3 separate regions of the Mus musculus genome follow, and all the other regions are linked to region 3. Evidence: chromatin contacts called from public Hi-C and HiChIP or PLAC-seq data. All regions are on one chromosome and are shown on one strand. Each heading gives the region's core, a stretch centred on a gene start, on an enhancer-like site or on the middle of the called end of the contact. The rest is flanking DNA. Distances are from core to core; before and after follow the strand shown. Region 1 has its middle 200 kb from the start of Chl1. Region 2 has its middle 170 kb from the start of Chl1. Region 3 has its middle 37 kb from the start of Chl1.

What was found. Hi-C and Micro-C count contacts between places; a contact is called where the count stands out from the background. HiChIP or PLAC-seq counts read pairs in DNA pulled down with a chosen protein or histone mark.
Region 1: a Hi-C map of Th1 cells shows a contact between it and region 3, with 2.9 times the contacts expected there. The contact joins two enhancer-like sites. A contact is called at or near these places in 1 of 15 datasets of contacts at CTCF or cohesin (large pre-B cells), 4 of 484 Hi-C or Micro-C datasets (the HPC-7 cell line, Th1 cells and bone marrow-derived macrophages) and 2 of 115 datasets of contacts at active chromatin or transcription factors (acute myeloid leukemia and regulatory T cell precursor).
Region 2: a BATF HiChIP or PLAC-seq map of CD8 T cells shows a contact between it and region 3, with 6 read pairs. The contact joins two enhancer-like sites. A contact is called at or near these places in 1 of 484 Hi-C or Micro-C datasets (the HPC-7 cell line) and 3 of 115 datasets of contacts at active chromatin or transcription factors (CD8 T cells, large pre-B cells and regulatory T cell precursor).

What each region holds. Positions count from the first base shown.
Region 1 is chr6:103,307,667-103,311,087 of GRCm38.p6, reverse strand. No RefSeq gene overlaps it. Among named protein-coding and RNA genes, the nearest start is that of Chl1, 200 kb to the left of the region's middle. Within about 2 kb of position 1,962, at least 17 of the 459 cell types and tissues checked have an H3K27ac peak or open chromatin away from gene starts, as enhancers often do. A contact at or near this core is called in Th1 cells and regulatory T cell precursor, where this site is marked.
Region 2 is chr6:103,338,838-103,342,013 of GRCm38.p6, reverse strand. No RefSeq gene overlaps it. Among named protein-coding and RNA genes, the nearest start is that of Chl1, 170 kb to the left of the region's middle. Within about 2 kb of position 1,868, at least 62 of the 459 cell types and tissues checked have an H3K27ac peak or open chromatin away from gene starts, as enhancers often do. A contact at or near this core is called in CD8 T cells, the HPC-7 cell line and regulatory T cell precursor, where this site is marked.
Region 3 is chr6:103,471,837-103,475,117 of GRCm38.p6, reverse strand. No RefSeq gene overlaps it. Among named protein-coding and RNA genes, the nearest start is that of Chl1, 37 kb to the left of the region's middle. Within about 2 kb of position 1,622, at least 33 of the 459 cell types and tissues checked have an H3K27ac peak or open chromatin away from gene starts, as enhancers often do. A contact at or near this core is called in CD8 T cells, the HPC-7 cell line, Th1 cells and 1 more, where this site is marked.

The DNA of each region.
Region 1 (3,421 bases), core at 713-3,212, 160 kb after region 3:
CTTACACTGTAGATCAGGCTGCCCTCAATCTTTCAATAATCCTTCTGCTTTAACCTCTCAAATGTGGCGATTCCAGGTGTGAGCGAGTATTCACTTTATTTCCATGGCTCTTTCAAAATTGGACTACATGCAATAAAAGAAGATGGTTCCATCTGCACTCAGGAATGATGGATGCATTTTGAGTGGATGAGCATGAAAACACACAGCATTCAGTTCACGAATTTATTATTGTTTCTGATTTGCCAAGCTAATCTGTATAAGCACAGAAAAGCAGCAACAGCAGTGGCAGCAAATGATGATTTTTCTTTTATTAAAAGAGTCGGTTTTCATTTGATTAGTCTGCACTGAGCAGCTGAATCCTATGGTGAGATAATTAATTAGAGGCCCACACATCATCTGGTTTTTCTGGTTACATCTAAGGGTTTATTACCATAGTTAGCAAAGGAAAAAAGGAGCCTTGGATGCCCTCAGAATCTACCATTGTTTTGCACACCAGAAACTGATCAAGCATCAGCTGAGTTTGGAAAATGCAAGTGGATCTGGGAGGTGGTCCCTAAGCCTTCCCTGTAGCAAACACCAAGCTTTCAGATTAGTTGAAGAGGAAAAAGGAGAAGGAGAAGAGATGAGGTCAGCTGGATGAGGTGTTAACCATCAGCAATGCCTGCATTCAGGAAGCAGAGGCTCGAACATCAACAGGACAAGGCTTTGGCTTTGAGATCCCAAAGAATTTTTAATTAAACAACTAAATCGATAGAAAGAAGAAAAAAAGAATTGATAGCAAAATGGAGGAAATGGTCACTGACAAAGATTGTAGATGAAGTAGATAATGGGCTTATCCTGTTGATGAGTTCAAGCTTGAGTCTTGTTTTTTGACACCATCGGTTGATAACCTTAATCTGCTAGCTCGCATTTCTTTACAAAAGTTTTAAAAGCCTATTAAAATATAAGTTGAAAGATTATGTGAATATCTACTGTTTTTAGGAATAACGAATAGTTTTAAATCTCAATCATTTTCAGGAGCTTGGTTGTTCGTGATGACAGTAATGCTAAACATTACTTAGAAAGACAAATACTGATAAAATTTCTTATGTAGTTGGCATAGTTATGGATGGGTTTAGATTTGAGCAGAGTGAAGGCATTACGTGGGGAGTCACTATGCTGTTCTCTCTGACTTGTCACTCAGTGTATAATACAGGTAGGCCTTGAATGTGTAGCACGCCTTATGCCTCAGAATCTTGAGTGTAAGATATGACAGGTGTGTTTCTATGCTCAAAGTGGATAGCTATATTGATTCTCTTTGTCCTCTTTTTGGTTTTCTTCTTTCAAACAAGGGTTTTATTATATAGCCTTGGCTGTCCTGAAACTGTCAATGTAGACCAGGCTAGCCTCAAACTCGGAAATCCCTCTGTCTCTGCCTCCCCATTACAAAGACCAAAGATGTGGGCCACTACTCCTGGCTTTCGTTTGGTTGGTTTCTTTGTTTTGTTTTGAGACATGGCTTTACACCCTAGAAGCTGACCTTGAAATGAATATATAGCCAAAGAAGACCTAGTATTCCAGCTTCCTCCTCCTCTTCCAGCTTCTTCTCCTCTACCTCCTAGGCTGAAGATTGTGATTACAGGCTGGCACCACCCCTCTCCTCACTACTCTTGAAACAGTGTTGGTAGCTTTGGATAACAGGAAACTTTGAGGTCTTCCTGTTCTAATGCTGCAAACAAAATACGTGAATAAGCTACATAACATATATATATATATATATATATATATACATATATATATATATACATAACATATATATATATATATAGTAGCAGTTTTTGAACTTTCCCTCATGAAACTTCAGTGACAATAGGCGTTTATGGAAAGTCTACCTAGTAACTTTATGTGTGCAGCACATAGTTCCAACAGCCAACCCCTTTCATCAGAAGAGAACAAAGGAATAAAACCACAAGGTGATGTCAATAACTTGTTTCCTAGCTGTACAGCAGGCAGGGATTTTGTAGATGTTCAGAAAAGGTCATGAGTGTATAGTTGTGGAACTCTGAATATTAAAATGACTGTGTCCTTTGTGCCTGACAGGATCCTCAAAAACTGTAGAACCACAACTTTAAACAGTGAGCAAAGAATAAGGAGAAAGTAGAGAGAAAAGAACATGAGAAGCAGGGGATCTAGGAAGAGTCTGAGAAGGAAGAGGAGGGAGTTGGGGACATTTAGAAAGAGAAGGACGAGAGGAGAGGGCACAGAAGGGAGGAGGAGAGAAGGGGAAGAAATTACCTCCCAATTCTAAGAAAACCAGGAGAGAGATTTAAAGTGAAACCCTTGCAGTGACCAGTTGTGTCTTTGTAAGAAAGTAAACGGCATTTGCAAAGTAGGCTGTGACATTTTCCAGCAAAGAATGCTAAGTTAAAATTGAAGACAGGCATAAAATGAGCTTTAAATAGATTAGCTGAAAATGGGTCCTTTACACAAAGCTACTGACGCTAATGGAGTGGTCATATTAGTGCAAAAAACATTTTGAGCAATATTTTATAACTTCCCTTGTGTATGAAATCCAGTCATTTATTGTAATATCCAATATCCACAACTGTCAAAGAGCGAAGAGAGTGAGACTATTGTGAAGAAAGAAAGAAATAAGTGATTGTTCTCTTGCTAGCCCAATCATTTTGGCTTTATTCAGTGATTTTAATTTGGAGTGCCAGTCTTTCAACACAGAAAGAATGAGAAGAAAGAAAAGGTTGATGGTACTTAAAACAGATTTTCAAATGATATAGCGAGAAGAATTGCTATAGTAGGGAGAAAGGAGAAAGGCGAAAATAGACCTCCCATAGACTTTCCATTTTGAACTCAAACAGGGTACAGTTGTGTTCTCTTGTTTACAAGAGGGGTCTATGATTCATCAACCCTGTGTCTCTGTACAGATGGATAGGCATACAATACAATATCACTTCTCCCCATCCTTCAAACTCTCCTAAATATATTAGGTTGGCACACACATATACAAATATATTTTAGGACACACATTAGGAATACATACTACTTCACAGGCAAACTCAGGCACATATATCACACATGAACACACCACAACATACATCTTACACACACAGCATGTAAGTCCACCAGTTGATCACACACAAAGCATAGCTACATATGTGCCTATGTTTGTGCACATATTTCATGCAACCACCCTTGCATTTGCTTTTCTTCATGGGTCCACCTCATATATAAAATACATGACATTTACATAAGGATGTGTGTTAATATTAACACAGAAAGGTACACACATTGCCCCAGCATTCCCATACATATCACGACACATATATGTATACAAACATGAGCTCATGGATTAGTGTTCACAGAAATATATTCACAGACATAGTCTCAGAAATAAACATCCAAAGACTAGTGAGAAATAAAATAATCT
Region 2 (3,176 bases), core at 619-3,118, 130 kb after region 3:
CCAGTGAGGGAGAATATGGGCTTCTGGAAAGGTAAGAAAACCCAGATGGGCTTCAAATGGCTGTGAGGTACAGGATGGAACTCAGGGATGGGTTCTCAGGCCTGTCAGCCTTGGAGTTTCTGCAGGCACATTGTAGTCAACATTGCAGTGTAAAGTCCTGGTGGAACAATACTCAGAGAGTTTCTGGTCAAGATTTTGATATCCAGTAATATGATTTGTGGCCAAAATGGAGTGGAATTGCTGATATGAAGGCTAATGGATGTTTTTTAATCATTGTTGATTTTTGTGGAAAATTTCAAACCAAAGTAAAATAATATAAGTTTGGGAGCAACCAAAAGATTATTTTCAAAGGACAAAATTTGAAGCCAAGTAAGGGTGAATAATGTTCTAAAGGAATCAATAATACCAGTAAAAACTGAATGTACCAGGTCTTGGGGAAGCACACAGGACACTGTAGTAGCTCAAGTAGAGCAGATGCAGAGGAATAAACAGCATGGCTGTGGATACCACATTCTCAGTATTTGAAGGATCATGTATAACATTTCATAAGAGAAATCTTCATTTCTAAATTTTCATGAGAAAGTGGAGAAAAACATAAATTTGTATCTGTAAAAGAAAACTTGGTGGGGGGGTTGGAAAATACTTGTGTCTGAATATTGTTCAGCCATTAAATGAGATGTGTTTGTTTAATTAGGTTTTGAAACCAAGTCTCACATCCTAGAGTTCAGCCCTTACAGTGAAAGCTAGCATATTCATAAACTGGAAGCAATTCATCTTCCTCAGCTCCCCAAATCTTATGGAAGGTATAGGAGTGCACCACGTGCCTAGCTCCCATGTGATATCCATAAAGAGATTTGGATGATCTTTGAAATGCTTGTGATTATCATGGAAAAGGATCACTATAACAAGTTAAAACAAGTAAACTTTGATAACTGTTGTTACACATACATTGGAAAAGAGAGAAGACATTCATAAACCATGATAGGCTATGACATTTCATTATGCGACCTATCAGATGTTTAAAGATCTATTTATTATATTTTACTTATGTAAAATGTGTGTGTGTGTGTGTGTGTGTGTGTGTGTGTATGCCTCCTGTGAAAGCATGTTGGTAGTCTCATGCTATGGTGCACACATGAAGATAAGAATATAATTTTCAGGAGTCATTTTCCTCCTGCCATAAAATTCGGGGATGTGACATACCCTGTCAGGCTTTCTCCATAAGCCATCTCACCAACCCAGCCCCTGAGGTTTAATTAACTCGCTTGAGATCAAAAGGCCAGAAAATGGCTCAGTCAGGAGGTAATCACAGACCACTACCTAAATCATTTTTTCCTTTTCTGAATTTTCCATTTTTTCAATGTGCAAATTACTTACATTGGAATTTTAAAAGTAAATCAAATTCGGATTTCACTGAAGAGACACAACTGCTCATTGTGCTCCATTGTCCAATTGCACAATCCCCTCCTCCAACCGCTTCTGTAATATGTCATTACGGCTGGCTTTCTGGTCTGTTCTCAATTCATTAAGTGTTCATTTAGCGGTGAAGATACTGGTGGGATTATTGATTCTCTTCACTCTCAGAATCACAGGAAATGCCAGTTCTCCTCCAAAGCACTCACCCTTGGTTGATGGGAAATGACTAGCTGTGCCTATGTTGGATTTTGTTTGTTAAATCTGAGCTGCGGCAAGATGCTCACAATTCAAGTAGGCTGTTTCCTAACTTTCTTTCAGCACGTTCTTTTTGTTTATGTGAAAAACTGGCCTCATGGTTTCAACACATTGTTGTCTCACAATATTCTTGTCTCTGCCAAGGACATAAGAAGCATACTGAAATCCCCAAAGCTGTCAGTGTGAATTGAGTCTGCAGTACTCTATGCCTCTGCTTCCTGTTCTTAGCAACCCCTTGCTCTCTTCTATTGAACTGAGGGATCTGTGGTTTGCACCCGGTTTATTTTTATCTTCTTTTCTGTTTGTGGTTTTACCCATGTCTCCATAAGAATGCTTCTAAAACTGATACAATAAATTCTATCTCAGTTCCTAAATGTAGTGGCAGTTCTTTTGTAAAGTTTCCAATTTAGAAAAAAATAATTATTTTATTTATACGATATATTCCTAAACACAAACATTTATTAACTGAAATCTAAGAACTAGTTTGAGGTTTCTTTTCAAAAATTTTATGTGTTGTTCTGTTTAGGTTTTGAGGCAGGGTCTCACCTAGTAATTGCAGCTGTCAGAGAGTAATGAAACCTATACTGACATCAAACTCATAACCGTTCTCCTGCACCAGCCTCCCAAATGCTAGAATTGTAAGCATGAGTCATCATCCCTGGATTAGAGAATTTCTAAAGAAAGTTGCTAAGAATGTCAAAGTCATGTAACGAGAAGAAGAAGAAGAAGAAGAAGAAGAAGAAGAAGAAGAAGAAGAAGAAGAAGAAGAAGAAGAAGAAGAAGAAGAAGAAGAAGAAGAAGGAGAAGAAACATAATGGAAATAAGTCATTAACATGTTCTTTGAGGGAAGATGCTAGAACAGAACCCCCCTGAACCATATCTATACAGTTACAGTTTAGGCTTTAAAAGGAAGTTATTATTTTATTTATCATTCAAAATTATGCAGTTTTATTACTGCTCATTATGCTGCTGGTGAGATTATAGCTTGGAGAACACAGATTTATCTAGGGACCCACACCCATAAATGACAAATTCAGATCATTCCCACTTGGTATGTAACTTTCATGATCATCATATACTGTATGATTTAATTGTATCTGGCAAGTAAGAGGGCATTTATGTCCATTTACCTTTAAGTAAAATCTTAGCTTGCAAAGCTAGAAGAGTTGCATCGATGGCCATGTCAATCAAGTTAGCTTCAGCTAACCAAAGGCTGTTTCCAGATTATTGATCAAAGGCTATAAAAAGCACAGTGGAAAAGAAGAAAAAGGAGAACTAATTTATTGACCTTAGGTCCCTAAATGCAAATTTATACAATCAAGTCAATCTCCTGATTTTAATAAACCTTCTCTATACATAATCAATTTAAAACAGCTGTTTCAGATGGCTCAGACTGATACTCCTTGCTTTATTTAGACTGAGTCAGAATTACTTTGAGTTGGAGACAAGTTTAGGCTACATTGTTAGTTCGAGGCCAGCCTGTAATATGAAGTGAGTCCCTGTCT
Region 3 (3,281 bases), core at 373-2,872:
GGGTGCTAAAACTCCCCAAAAAGATGTATGTAGGTTGACATGTTTATTGTCTGGCTTCCTAGAAATGATCACTAGTCCCATAGCTGAATATGTCATGTTACGTTCTGCTGTCTGAAGCTATCATAGTAAGGGCAACCAAGGTGTATGAAAATAAATGTATAATGTTACCAGAAAGCTTAGATGCTCCCTACTAATTCATCAAATTCATTATAAGCACAGGAAGAACATTAAGGTTTCTGTGATACTCGACTTTGATTTATGAAAAATAAATCAACCTAAATAAATTCAGTTTGTTTTTATACCAAAAGAACTGACCCTAGAAGTAAGAAAAATGTAGTTTAAAAGTTGTCTTCATTTTATTTCCTTTTGAATTTACTCTCATATGAAAGTTTTCTTTACAAAATGATAAAAAGATACTTAGTTTGGAATAAGTCATCAAGAAAAATACAGACATGATTGTGTCTAAAAGTATGCAGTCAAGAATTATGGATGTCTAGAGTGAAATAGGAAACTATGAGACTTTAGAGCAGGTGGTGAAGATGCCTGGCACCAGAAGTTTTCTTTGGGTGATGTATAGGATGGAAGAGAAGAGAGAGAGCTGCTCAGATAGCTACAAAACAACAGCAACCATCCACATATGACTGCTCAATGGTAGCTGAATGGATCTATGACTGTTACTAATTGAAAATAAAACATACTTCAAAAAGAACTGAGAGAAACAGTGGTCTTTATCCTCTGTGGTCAAAGCCTGAAGGAAGGATCCACATGTGAGTGTTAAATCGGGAGGGAGCCTTGCAGAAACAACTTTCTGATTTGTGCCTCTAGGTCTATCCTTGAGACTATATCTCTGGGAAAAAAACCCAATCTGTAAATTAATTTATGTTTTGTAAATGAAGTAGATGGTTCTTTTTTATCTCAGCTATGGAATCTATGATTCTACAAGATAGCATGTTGGGAGGATACCCAGACTGAAATGGCCTGCAGAGTGGCTAAGGAAAATAGAGAATTAGACAATTGTATAACAGTGTATATATTTGGACATTGAATATGGGTTGTGAATTGTACTAAGTATTTCTCTGTTTTATCTTACTTAGTTCTAGTAGAAAAGCAATTTAAAAAGAGGCACAGGACATAGAAATCCTTGTCAATGGAGACATAAAGGTGTCCACTGAGTAAGTAGCACATCAATGGAGAAAGTAGGCACCTGAGAGCTTTCTGGAATGTGAAAGACTCCAAATGAGTCTGGTTCCAGTGGCCCAAAGTTCACTTTTCTATACACTCAATGCTAATTGCTTGTTTATTTAATGCCCAGAGGCCCCTGTGAAAAAGAAAGACAGCAACATCTGCCTTACTCTACTATCAGGGTAATGAATCTTTGTTCCTCCTGCTGACCTCAAACCATTGAGCTCCTGTTCACTGCCTCTCTAGTACACATTGTCCACATTCAATGCATTACATTTCACCTCTCTTGACCAGAAGAGAAGTAATGAACAGTTCTTTAGGTGACAGCTGTGCCCGAACTTAGATGAATGGCAGCAGATTAATTTACACTATCTTTCTCAGCCACAGGAGCTAGAAGCCTCTGTGCCCCGAAGATGCAGCTTCTCGGTAAGCTTCGTGGTTTGCAGGTTTCCTGCTACTCCCACACCGCTTCCCTCACCAGTATCTGCCTTGTCTTTCCTACAGTGGGGGCCCCTGACTTTCCTCTCCCTTTGTTCTTTTATTTATAGTTCTAAGGTTTATCAGCATCAACACCATTGCATTTTATTGGCCTGGTTTGGAGGATGAACCTAGGCCTCATAAAATATACATTTAACTTGCTTGATAGCAAAACACATCCACCCATTTATAGGAAAATTAAGAGGTATAACTCACTGGGAATGAATAAAAAAAGACATTATTATTCAACTGGGTAATCAAATATTGACCGAATTTTTTAAGTTGTGGAAATTTATGGTGAAATCTTATTTAGTCCTTGTAGAAAATAGACTTGCTCTTTGTACTTGTAGATTATTACAATCAAAATGCACACAACAGCATTTACTTGCTTAGGGATAAAAAGCAATATCATTCTGAGTTTATGAAACTGGGACTTGATTCTTAATTATTTGTTTTCTAAGACAACCCCATTTAAATATCTTTTTCTGTCAATCTTAGATATGAATCATAAAATTTGAAGTTGATGATAATTAAAGAACATGTGATTGTGCTTGAAGGTAATAATCTTTTCATTCTGGTTTCATAAAGTCTGCCAGAGAGCCACAGGCAAACAAAAGCTTAGTCTCTGGGCTTTCTAAATGAGGAATAGATATAATTACAATCTATTTGTTTACTCAATTGGTTGTCAATGTGATTCAGCAGGTATAACTCAGACAGGCTGGAATGGCTGCCTTTATAGCTTGGCTTTGCAACTGCACATTTGGTCAGAGAAAGGGTTCCTGTGGGAGTAACACTCATAACACTGAGGTAATACAAGATGGAATGATGAAAGAAAAAAATATTAGGCAATCAACACTAGCAATCATGTTCCAGCCATGATTCTAAGAATACTGATTACACTGAACAAGGTAAGTGAAGTCCAAGTTCCACATCAGCCAGATTGGATGCCTGTCACATATACACATTCAGTATAAAGATGCAGTACACTGTTCTGAAGAAAATAAAAATCAATCCCTGTTATCAGGGAAAGTAGATGAGAGAAGGAGGTGACAGTAATTAAATCAGTATACAATTGCACACACACACACACACACACACACACACACACACACACACACACACACACAGAGGTACACATAAACTGTAACTGAATTAGGCAATGGGAAGAGAGGCAAATGCTACCAAAGTGTTCTAAAAGGCAAGGCATTAGACAGAAATCACAGAGAAAGAGACCCTGAGGGAATAACACTCATAACAATGAGCAAATACAATATGGAATGATGGAGGGAAGGAAGAGAATTAAATGAAATCCAGGTAGAACAGGAGACAGTTAAAGCTATGCCATGAGAGTGTTGGTGTACTACGGGAGCTAACAGAGAGTTTGCTAGGACACAGCCATGAGACTATGACATCATATTGAAAACCCAGAGGAATAAAAGTGTCCTGTGGACCAGGATGTGGCATTTGTTTTGCTCTATGTGAGCATTCTTTTACTGGGATCAGGAGGGAGGCACAATCAGACATTTATTATATAGTGGTCACCTTGCTTTCAAAGCACATAAAAGACTACAGGAGAAAATCGAGGAAATACCCTGTGATGTCCACAGCCTATAATACAACCA